Regions from separate parts of the Gasterosteus aculeatus genome. Here region 1 is linked to region 2. A link is a contact called in public Hi-C data. All regions are on one chromosome and are shown on one strand. Each heading gives the region's core, a stretch centred on a gene start, on an enhancer-like site or on the middle of the called end of the contact. The rest is flanking DNA. Distances are from core to core; before and after follow the strand shown.

Region 1 (4,747 bases), core at 52-2,551, 110 kb before region 2:
TCCACTCCTCCCCCTTCCCCTCCTCTTCTCCTCCCCTTCCTACGACCCCACCCCCCGCCCCTCCCTCCTTCCACACTTTTACAGCCCCTGGCTACTGCCCACTCCTATAAAACACTACAAACATAAAAACCCACAAGCACTTAAGAGCCGTCCTGGTGAGGAGGGGGGGCATTGTGGAGGGGGAGGAGTGGGGGGTGGGGGGGGCAGAAACATCCTCCTCTTTACACCCCTCAATCACTCCGCCCAGAGAAGGAGAGGGAGATGGAGGGGAGGATATATTGTCTCTGATGGGCCAGCTGATTAAGATGGATCGCTCAATGAAATGTCTTTGGAGTGATGAGTTCTTGGTGTGTGTGTGTGTGTGTGTGTGTGTGTGTGTGTGTGTGGACACACAACGTTTCTGCAACTAACTTTGCATTAAAACCTTTTTCCACATTGATTAAATGCAAATTTGCTGAGCTCTACTGAGCTGCATTTTCATTCGCAAAAGTTTTATTCCTCATTTCCATTTTGGCACTTTAAAGTCACCGTCGTGTTTATCGCGTTTGTCATTAAAAGCCATTTTTTTCCTGCACAGAGCTGAAATTTACTAGAAAAAGATTTAAAAACTGGACATGTTTAGTAAGTTCTCTGTATTTTTGTGACGTCGTCCTTATTTCAGTGGAGTGCACGACAGCAGCGGAGTCTTCTGATAAACCTTTCAGGCCACACTATAAAAAAAAGTCTCTAAAATGAAGCGCTGTGCCGTCAAGTGATAAAGAATATTCTGGTCCTATCTCAGTCTTGAAGATAGCTTGAACTACTTGTCATCTTAACCATTTCTGCTTACGTGTGTGTGTGTGTGTGTGTGTGTGTGTGTGTGTGTGAGAGAGAGACGGATGGATTATGCAGGTCTGACACTGCTCAACACATTAGTTTGGATGTATTTAAAGATAATAGTGTATACCTGCATGTTTACACATTTTCACAGCTACATCTGCTTGTGCCAGAAAAAAACACCACACAAGAACCTGACAGTGTGTGTGTGTGTGTGTGTATGAGAGAATGTGTGGTGTACTTTTGCATGCGATTTGAGTGCAGGTGTGCGGCGTGTTTGTGTGCACATGAGATGGGGTCTCCCAGGTTTCTCCCTGCAGGTCAGAGATAAAGCTCTTGGTTGGTGCTGGAAACCTACTCACCGTGGCAACAGCTGAGAGATACAAGATTAGAGCCAATGGTTTTTCTGGCCTGCAGGTGCCGACGGGATGTGAGTGCGAGTGAGTGTCTGTGAACTACACCGTCACTTCCTGACAGATAAGAACACTGGAGGGGAGGCTGGACGGAGAGCAGGGCGGTGTGTTGACGGACAGGACGGAGCCAATAGCCACAGAGTGAGCGGGTGTTTTAGGCGAAGCAACGCTGTGTCTGACCTGTAGATTCCACTTAGCATTTGTGCCATAGAATCCGAGCACAAACAAGCCGGTTATGATGCACGGGACACTTTGCGATATTCACAGGATTAATTGGCTGACAATGAAAGTTTGGATGAGTAAGTCAGAGGCCGACCCGGTTCAAAATCGAATAATAATTTCAAGTACTAAAGTCCTGTATAGACATCATTACAAACGTATCTTATTCATCAATACTTACTGAGAATACAACATTATTCCTACATTTGCTTGTATGCAATTTGTTTGACAAAAGTACTTTTGTTTAAGATGCACCATGTGATCGCTGCTAATCCAACAGGGGAATACAGCAGGAAAATTCAAGCTATATTCAGCCTGGATAAGCTCTGATTAAGTAGTGCAATTGTTCAATCATCAATCATTAAATAGTTTGGCCCTGCAGCCTAAAAAGCACAATATTATATTTCAAAACTGCAAGGAGGTGCTGTTTAATTCAGGCGAGGTGCGTGTATAATAAAACACTGTGGAAGAATGGAAATGTTTGTCATAATTATATAAACACAAAGTACATTAAGTCAATAAATAAACACTAACATTCACATTTTTTAAAATGAGTTGCCTCAGGGGAACACAGCAGAAAACATCCATTTTAGTTGACGGTTTTGGAGGATTTTTAGTGCTGGCGAGCAGTTTGTTTTGGGAAGGTGGAAAGCCTTTCTGAAAAATGTTAACATGTTCCTTCTCGGGCTCGCCGTCCCGATGGCGTCTCGTCGCACGCGGTATTCCTTGTACTGCTGTGACAGATGTTCGACGTTGTGCTCGCTGTCAAGCGGCGGCGCCTCGCTCCGGTTGTTTTAGTGGCTCAAACTGCTGTTGAAATTGGATTTAAGTGCCTCGTCCTCGAAGACAATAATCCGTCATATCTCGGTTCGAAATAATATTTATTATTCAATCTGCTGAATATTTCCTTGGTAACTGATTATTAGTCTTAACTGGGATATATGCCAAAGGGTGTATTCTAATAAAATACGTATTATAAATTGATTGTTCAGTAATTATTCAAACTAAAATACCAAACATTCTCTCGTCCAAGCTTCTCAAATGTTTTTTTCATTTGTAGCAATCAATTAAATGTAGTTAGGATATGAACGTTAGTGGAGGAGGCCCACCTCCGCTTTACCACACTGTGATGAAGATCTGGTATTCAGAGCTTTGACACTGTGTCACTTTATATAAAATGTAAAGATTGACTGATCTGAAACCAATAAGTGGTCTAAAAGTTTTATGAGTGCATCTGTACAGCAAAACCCTTCCAATGTCCACTGAATGTTTCATTATTACAATGCTCACGTGACCATCCCTGTGTAGGAGAAGCATCAATAATTTAATTTCAGTTTTTTTTAGCTTGGATGCGTCCTTCGTGTGCAACATAGATTCAAGGCAACGGAGGAGCATCTTTTATTGATTCCAGAGGTGTGTGGGTGATGATGACCAGTAGCTGGGCTGGGGGTTGGGGGTTGCGGCTCTGCGGGTAGAACACCGCTCAGGTGCATTACCCTTCGGTGGCCCGGCGTCGCACTCTCATCGGCGAGGCCTCGCGGGTCCTCTGCTGGCTTTGTCAACGGAGCTTAGCGACCTGCTCGCCGCCAAAATCAGCCTGGCAGCCCTGTGTGCCTTTGTCACTCTGCTGGAGTGTGTTTGGAAGATTGTCAGGCCTGGCTTGTTGTGAATTGCTTCAGAGCGGCTAAAACCTTTATTTTCAGATCCCACCTCAGCTGCATTTCTGTCGTCTGACTGGTGTAACCGAGGACACAGTGTGGACATGCTCAACCACTTCATAAGGGATTTTCCAGCATCAGCCCAAGGATTAAGCACTTTTTGTCACTGATCTACTTTGAATGCCCAACTATCTACTTCACTGCTTGATCTGACTGTAGTATTTGTTTTTAAGTATGCAGATCATGTAGCACTCATTAGAGGATAATCAAGTTGTAGCCAGCGGTGACCATCTTTATTTATTTTAGTTTGTTTTCGAGTCTGCATTTCGACCTTAGATGGCGGCGACTCTTTAACCAAGTCACTTATCCAAGGTTTTAATCAAGAGGGACGTGTTGTTGTGATCCACCCAGCCTCTCCCGTAGCAACAGGGGTCAGAGGAGGGGATGGAAAGCCCAGGACAGCGGCTGTGGAGGTCCCACGGGCCCCCCCGCTGTGTGCTCTCTGTGCTGCAGTTACCATACATCTGCCCTTGAGCTCTTGTCAGCTCCTCTTAGGACACGCTCATATTACAAGATGCAAAATGTCACACCAAGTTTGCTATTGCAGACAAATATATTACATGCGTGTGCTCTGAGAACCTCAAAGCGGATATTCCAATGTGTGTATGTGTGTGTGTGTGTGTGTGTTTTAATGTATAACTGGTGCTTAAATTAAAGGATGATTAAATAAAACCTTCTACCTTCTCTCTGTCTGACCTTTCCACTTCTGTAAGAATTAAATTAGAGTTGTATTGTTTACTCTAAAGTAAATTGGGATCATATGCGGCTGCTATAAAACAGGCTGCGGGTCCCCGGTGCGCTGCAGGGTTTCTCCCTGCCATGGTAACTACTTCCCCAGCGCTGGTTCCTATAGAAGGATCCCTGCTGCGCTGACTTTGTGTTTTGCAAAGCTGCGCTAGTGGACATGTTCTCACAATATGCCTGTCGACTGTGTGCACACACATGCACTTCCAGAGGTAGATTGGCTTTGTTGTCTCAGTCTCGGAGTAGATATGAGGTGGTGTCAAAAGTCACCTCACCGCTCTGCCAGCCACTGAAGAATGGCGCGCTGGGCGTCGGGCAGAGTGACGTTAACCCGTTTTTATCTTCAGTGGGAAGAGGATTTGCTGTGCAGAAGCCAGTAAAAGAGTCTGGGGGGGAAATCCATCCGAGTCTAAAGCGAACGCATTTTAATCAGCGAGGTCAACAGTAAGCAGCAGGGTGACACGCAGGGTCAAAGGCAGCGCCGACTACTTATGGAGGACCACAGAGAATATATAAACGCTGGACGTTGATTATGAAAAATGTTTTATTGAGCAAAATTGAGCAGTTAGTCTCAAGTGCAGATTTGTTTCATTCTTATAGAAAGAACATTTATATAAGCCTATTGGCCTGGAACATTTCTTTTCATTGGGGATTAATGCTTGGATTGAGCTTGTAAAAGTAGCAATCATCTCCAGCAGATGCATTTAGAGGTTTACAAGTAATTAAGTAAGTAAGGAAATGCACATAGTGTTATAGTATAATGTAATATTATGACTTTTTAATGATTATGTTAGCAACATTGTTTTTTTGGATGAGGTGAAGGAGATTTAAACTATT
Region 2 (5,330 bases), core at 484-2,983:
ATCAGCTGTTTAGCATTCTATATATATTATATATATATATATATATATATATATATATATATATATATATATATACATATATATACATACACACAGTGGGGAGAACAAGTATTTGATTTGAGTATTTGACACTGCCGATTTTGCAGGTTTCCCACTTACAAAGCATGCAGGAATGATACGAATGCAGAAAATCACATTGTATGATTTAAAAATATATATTTTGCATTTTATTGCATGACAGACTCACCCACTGTATATATATATATATATATATATATATACAAACATCCCTATCTGAAAGAACGTCATACTTCAGCTAGACAATTGATGAATCTTACATGATCCTCATGATCTCATTGAGGAATATCCCATCGGTCAGCCTCGTGTAACGATCCCTGGCACTTTGGGAAATTGAGTTTACTTCCATGTACTGGCTGTAAAGCGGCCCGCTGTCCTCCCTCTCCAACATCTTCTCAAAGAGCTGAACCTGCGAGAGACAGGGAGGGATTACGTTGTGTGTGTGTGTGTGTGTGTGTGTGTGTGTGTGTGTACCGGGAGGTCAACAAAGACAGGGGAGACAGAGACGGTAGCAGGGAGAAGGTACAGAGAGAGATAGAGGGACAAAGATGCAAACATTTTCCCACCGGAAGCCACTTGAGTCGCTGCACCTGTCTGGACAGGTGGGATATGTGCTCTCACACTGGGAAGCACTTCACAGTGACGGGCAGCCAAGTAGGATGGCGGCCAAGGTCTCTCTCTCTCTCTCTCTCTCTCTCTGCTGGGATCAGCTGTGCCGATGCAAACTGCAATCTAATGAGGTTTATTCCCACCTGCACCTTCTAAAAACTGCACTGTCTGTAAACAGAGAAACAGGCAGCCGATAAGGTGAAGCCCCCGCTGCGTGCTGCTGAAGTGCCCTTCAGCAAATAATAAAGCTCCCCCTGCTGCAGGCCCCTGACCTACTCCTCGCCCTGACCTATGACCCCCCCCCCCTTCTTCGGGGCAACAATAAAGAGGCTCATCCCAGTGTCACATTCGATTGTAAATACTGTTCCCATCGGGGGCATCGTTGGTTTCCCGCGTGGAACAAAAACCCAGCTGGAAATTCATTCTGTTGCAGCTGCAGCAAATCCTCGTATTCATTTGAGTACACAACGTAAGTTATTAGCAAACCAGAAACGGCCCAAGGACACGGAAGTATCGGAGCTTTACGGCGGGGGGGGGAAGAGAGGAGAAAGCGGCTGTTAGAGAAGAGGCGAGGGGAGCTTCCAAAAGGAGAAGTAAGGGGCCGCTTGAGCTGCTTACAGCCAGAAAGCCACACATACTATTCCGTTTATTCAACTCGGGTGAATTAAACTGGGAAGCGAGCTTCTCTAAAAAGGTACAATGTTTGTGGGTGGAAATAATGCGCACCATGTGTCCGTTTCATTTGCCTCTAGAAGGAGAGGAGCTTTCCTGCGGCTGAAAGCGACAAACGTTAAATGACATACCCATTGCGCCAACGCACTCGCCATGAATTCCTCTACGGTCTCCATGATGTTGGAGTCCATCGTGTAACCCAACGGGAGGAAGCTCATTAAAGACGAGCAGCCATCGTTCGTCTGGTGAAGTATTTAGACATTTCTTTGCGTGGCCCGTCCTCTCCCCTGTGTCGCTTCCTCTCTGACTGTGTGACACTTCATGGTTTCATTTCTGAACCACACCGGAATTTTTCAAAAAGGCACATGCTGCGTCTTTTTTTTTTGTTAGTTTGTTTAGAGCGACACCCTTGCACGCCCTCCGCCCATTGGGTAACCCACAGACATGACCTTTAACGTACTGAATTAAATAACGATATACGAAAAATCTAAAAAATTAAATTAAAAAAAAAAAAAACTGCATTGCGCTTGACAATCAGCTTGAGATTTGGGCCTATTTTTCCGTTGTGTGTTTAGATGATATTTGAATGAATATCATCTTATATCTCCAAACGGCTCTATTGAAATGTGTGCTTTCCGTCTTATTTCTGCGTAATACCTGGACGGTTCTCCGGTGAGGTTTATTCTGGAGTGATTAGCTGGGCGTTTATAGTCTTCTCGTCAGGTCACGTTTAAGTGTTGTGCAACAGCGACCTCCGGTGGTTCCAAACGAAACCTCCTCATGGCCAGTTTCAACACGCATTACATCATTATTTCTACAACAGGACCCCCGCAGCGAGGTGGAACCAGCAGCCCGTGTTTTATTCAGGTGCTGCACAGTCCTTGCTGTGACGTGTATTTGTTATTGTCATTTAAATATTTTTCCTTTATATCTGACCCGATGCTGGGAGTCATCTTTGATGTCATGCGGACTTCTTTGTATCTACACAAATGGTCCACAGGTTTCATCTTTAAATTATTTTAATGCACATCATTAATTCTTCTCTTTTTTTTCTTTTAAAATTTTTATTGGCTGTTCGCTTTGTAAAATAATTTAGAAACCGGCAAGCCGTAACCCCAAATTCCCATCGTGTGACTATGTTACAAATAACTGAAATGTTGACCATTTTAAAGGACATGACTGAATCTAAAACCACCAATTAAAATGCATCTTTCAGCAACCACTGAGAGCATGTTTGCTGCTAAAATAAAACATTCACAGAGATTATTCTGTTTTAATTAGGAACAATGAGCACACAGTAGAAAGCTAAGACTGATTACAATGCTGTATTCTCAACAACAACAAAAATGTTTTTCTTTGTGAAATAACTTGCAACATGTTGCATCCTTTCGCTTCTTGCGTCCCTCTGTGACAGCGCGTGTGTCGATACTGCTTGTGCAGCAGCTCTGGGTTTAACCACATCAGGATTATGAGATTGTTTCCGAGCTGCCAGAATAGACGAGATGACAGCTTCATTTAGGACACCACATGTTAATCCGGCTCTCCTAACTGAACTCAGATAACCGACACACATACAGACATTCGCTGCACGCTTTGTATAAATTATTGTACAAACGGAAGCCCACGCTGCAAAGCAGTCAAAAATGTCTACCTTTAATATATAATTCATGTGCCATTTTAACAGGTTCTCAAGCATTTCATTGCAGTTTAGCACAAACTCTACAGCCGTGAGATGAATATTATAGTGCTTTTAGAATGAACTCCAGCTTTTCCAGCTTTGAGCCACATGTCAGAAGTTGTTAAATGTGTGTGTGTGTGTGTGTGTGTGTGTGTGTATGTGTGTGAGCGCTACACCCCTTGAAAAGTTAATGCACTCTCTTCTAGTTACAACAAAAAGCACTACACGTCTCCTCGCCACATTCTGTGATGGTTACACATTCGTCGGGTCCTTCACAGAGGAGCGGTTCTGAGGTCTGTGCGCAGCCTGATACGATTCCATATATATTGCCTCGTTTCGGCCGCGGCGAAGGTGTTTTACCCGTAAGATCACTCTACCAAGAAACCGTCCGTCCTTCCCCCCCCAGCTGAACGTTCGTTTCCCTCCTAACTGCCAGCTGTAGGGGCCGCATCCTTCTCATCTTTCTCGACGTCCGCAGCCTCAGGCGACCCCTCGGCGTCATCGGGGTCGACCTGCCCAAACTTCAGCATGGTCAGGGCCTGGGCTTTGAGGTCTTCGATGGTTTCCTTCACACTCTTCTCCAGGAGATAACCGTCGCTGTCGCCCGCTGGGTCCTCCAGAGCCATGGCGGCCTCCACAGCCGTCTGCAGGTACCTCAGGCTCACGAGCACTGAAATCTGGACAGAGAGAAGCAACAATGGTGTAAAAAATAATGGATTAGGGACCGTCGAGATGAAATTATTATTAAATCAACAGATTACAGTTAAACGTCAAATCTTAAAGTCTGCTGCACAACAGCAAAACAATCTTCAATTTTATCCGACGCATTCTCTTCCCTCCTCTGTTTGGTTTTGCGGATCTATATATGGATGGAAAATTAGACACTAACCACAAATCTGCTCGAGGCCTCAACACTCGGCATGGCAGCCATCTATTATCATCACGGACGACTAGAAAGCGCAGCATGCTGAGCCTTTTCGAAGTATAGATTGTTTGTTTGGCTGCAGGCGGTGTGTAATGATGCACTGGCAAACACGTGCACGAGGGCCCTGCTACAGCCGCAGGCCTGGTTTGTTTGTGCTGTCAATACAGTTATTTTAGAAAGTAAATGTTTGATTAAAAGACAAAAATCAATGTGTGTAAAGTTTCCTTTCAGGTGCTTGTAACGGCAGTCAGTCCTCAGGAGACAGTTATCCTTCAAACATGTTTGTATGTGTTGTATCTCTCCCACTTTTAAATGAACCCTCTGTGATTTTACCGCAAGTGAAAGAACAAGCGTGCGCGTTTATGTTCATGCCGCCCCGTATCCCACCTGCACCAAGATGACCGACAGCACGGCGGGGCCGGTGGAGTTCATCAGCTCCATGTAGTAGTCGGTCAGCGCCTGCCTGCACCCGAGGCCGTACAGGTTGAGCTCCTCTGATTGGTAGTCGTAGTTGAAGTGGGCGTGGTTATCCGTCAGGTGGTAGCGCATGCAGGGGCGAGGGGAGGTGGGGTTACAGCAGCTGAAGGGAACGCCGTCCAACAGGTAACGGCCGTCCACGTTGCTCCGAATGCGGCTGGAGACGGATTGGAAGAGCGAGACGGGAGGGAAGTTAGAGGCCTGATCTTTAGCTCAATGCACACTTTGCAATGAGTGAGAAATGAGCAGCTTCTCTCATCTCAAGTGTCGTCACGTCCAGATCATTCTGTTCACTGAGCCCTTTTCACCAATTCCCTTTCTTTACTTGCTTCATGAACTGCCTTTCCTTCCATTTCTGTCATTCTCTTCAAAAGTAAAGGCCAGATCTATTTTTACACACTACTTTAAAATCATTCTCTTTTCTCCCTCCATGTCATTCTTTGACCTTTTTGGATGTGAAGTCTATTCGTCTGTCATTCATCTAGGTTTATCTTCTCCTTTTCCTCAACAGACCAGTGTTTTCTCTTTCGACCTCATAAACGTCCCGTATTGTGATTCACTCACTCCTTGACGTCCTTGGAGGTGAAGTCTAAATATCTGTTGCTGACCCACTGGACTTCAAACCAATCCTTGAAGTTGTTGTTTCCGCAACAGCGAAACTCCATCTGCAGACGATCGATGGTCTCTTTCTGGAAACAGCGGCCCGGCACGTCTGTGTCCTTGTAGAAGCGAATGCCGTTCCTCAGGCCGACCTGACAGCGGAGGGAAAGAGACAGATGCGTGTCTGATGTCTTCAACAATGGCTGAACTGTTAACTATGACAACAAGGCAGCTGATTTCTGTCCATATCTGTTAAAAGTTAAACACATGATGGAGAGTTCTCTCTAATTC

What was found. A called contact is a pair of places that touch in the nucleus more often than the background predicts.
Region 1: a Hi-C map of skeletal muscle shows a contact between it and region 2, with 5 times the contacts expected there. The contact joins the enhancer-like site here to the promoter of ccdc88b in region 2. A contact is called at or near these places in 3 of 6 Hi-C or Micro-C datasets (skeletal muscle and tail fin).

Annotation. Positions count from the first base shown.
Region 1 is chr4:5,203,180-5,207,926 of fGasAcu3.hap1.1, reverse strand. The region is part of intron 3 of macrod1 (mono-ADP ribosylhydrolase 1); the gene reads left to right. Among protein-coding and RNA genes, the nearest start is that of macrod1, 7.0 kb to the left of the region's middle. Within about 2 kb of position 1,301, at least 1 of the 9 cell types and tissues checked has open chromatin away from gene starts, as enhancers often do.
Region 2 is chr4:5,090,007-5,095,336 of fGasAcu3.hap1.1, reverse strand. ccdc88b (coiled-coil and HOOK domain protein 88B) reads right to left here and starts at 1,733. Exons shown (of 28, transcript XM_040174183.2): 1 at 1,491-1,733; 2 at 339-487. The coding sequence starts at 1,577. LOC120817716 (peripherin-2) reads right to left here. Exons shown (of 5, transcript XM_040174184.2): 3 at 5,004-5,191; 4 at 4,350-4,596; 5 at 2,619-3,714. The coding sequence ends at 3,463. LOC144406119 (a long non-coding RNA gene) reads left to right here and starts at 1,038. Exons shown (of 3, transcript XR_013467302.1): 1 at 1,038-1,280; 2 at 1,440-3,687.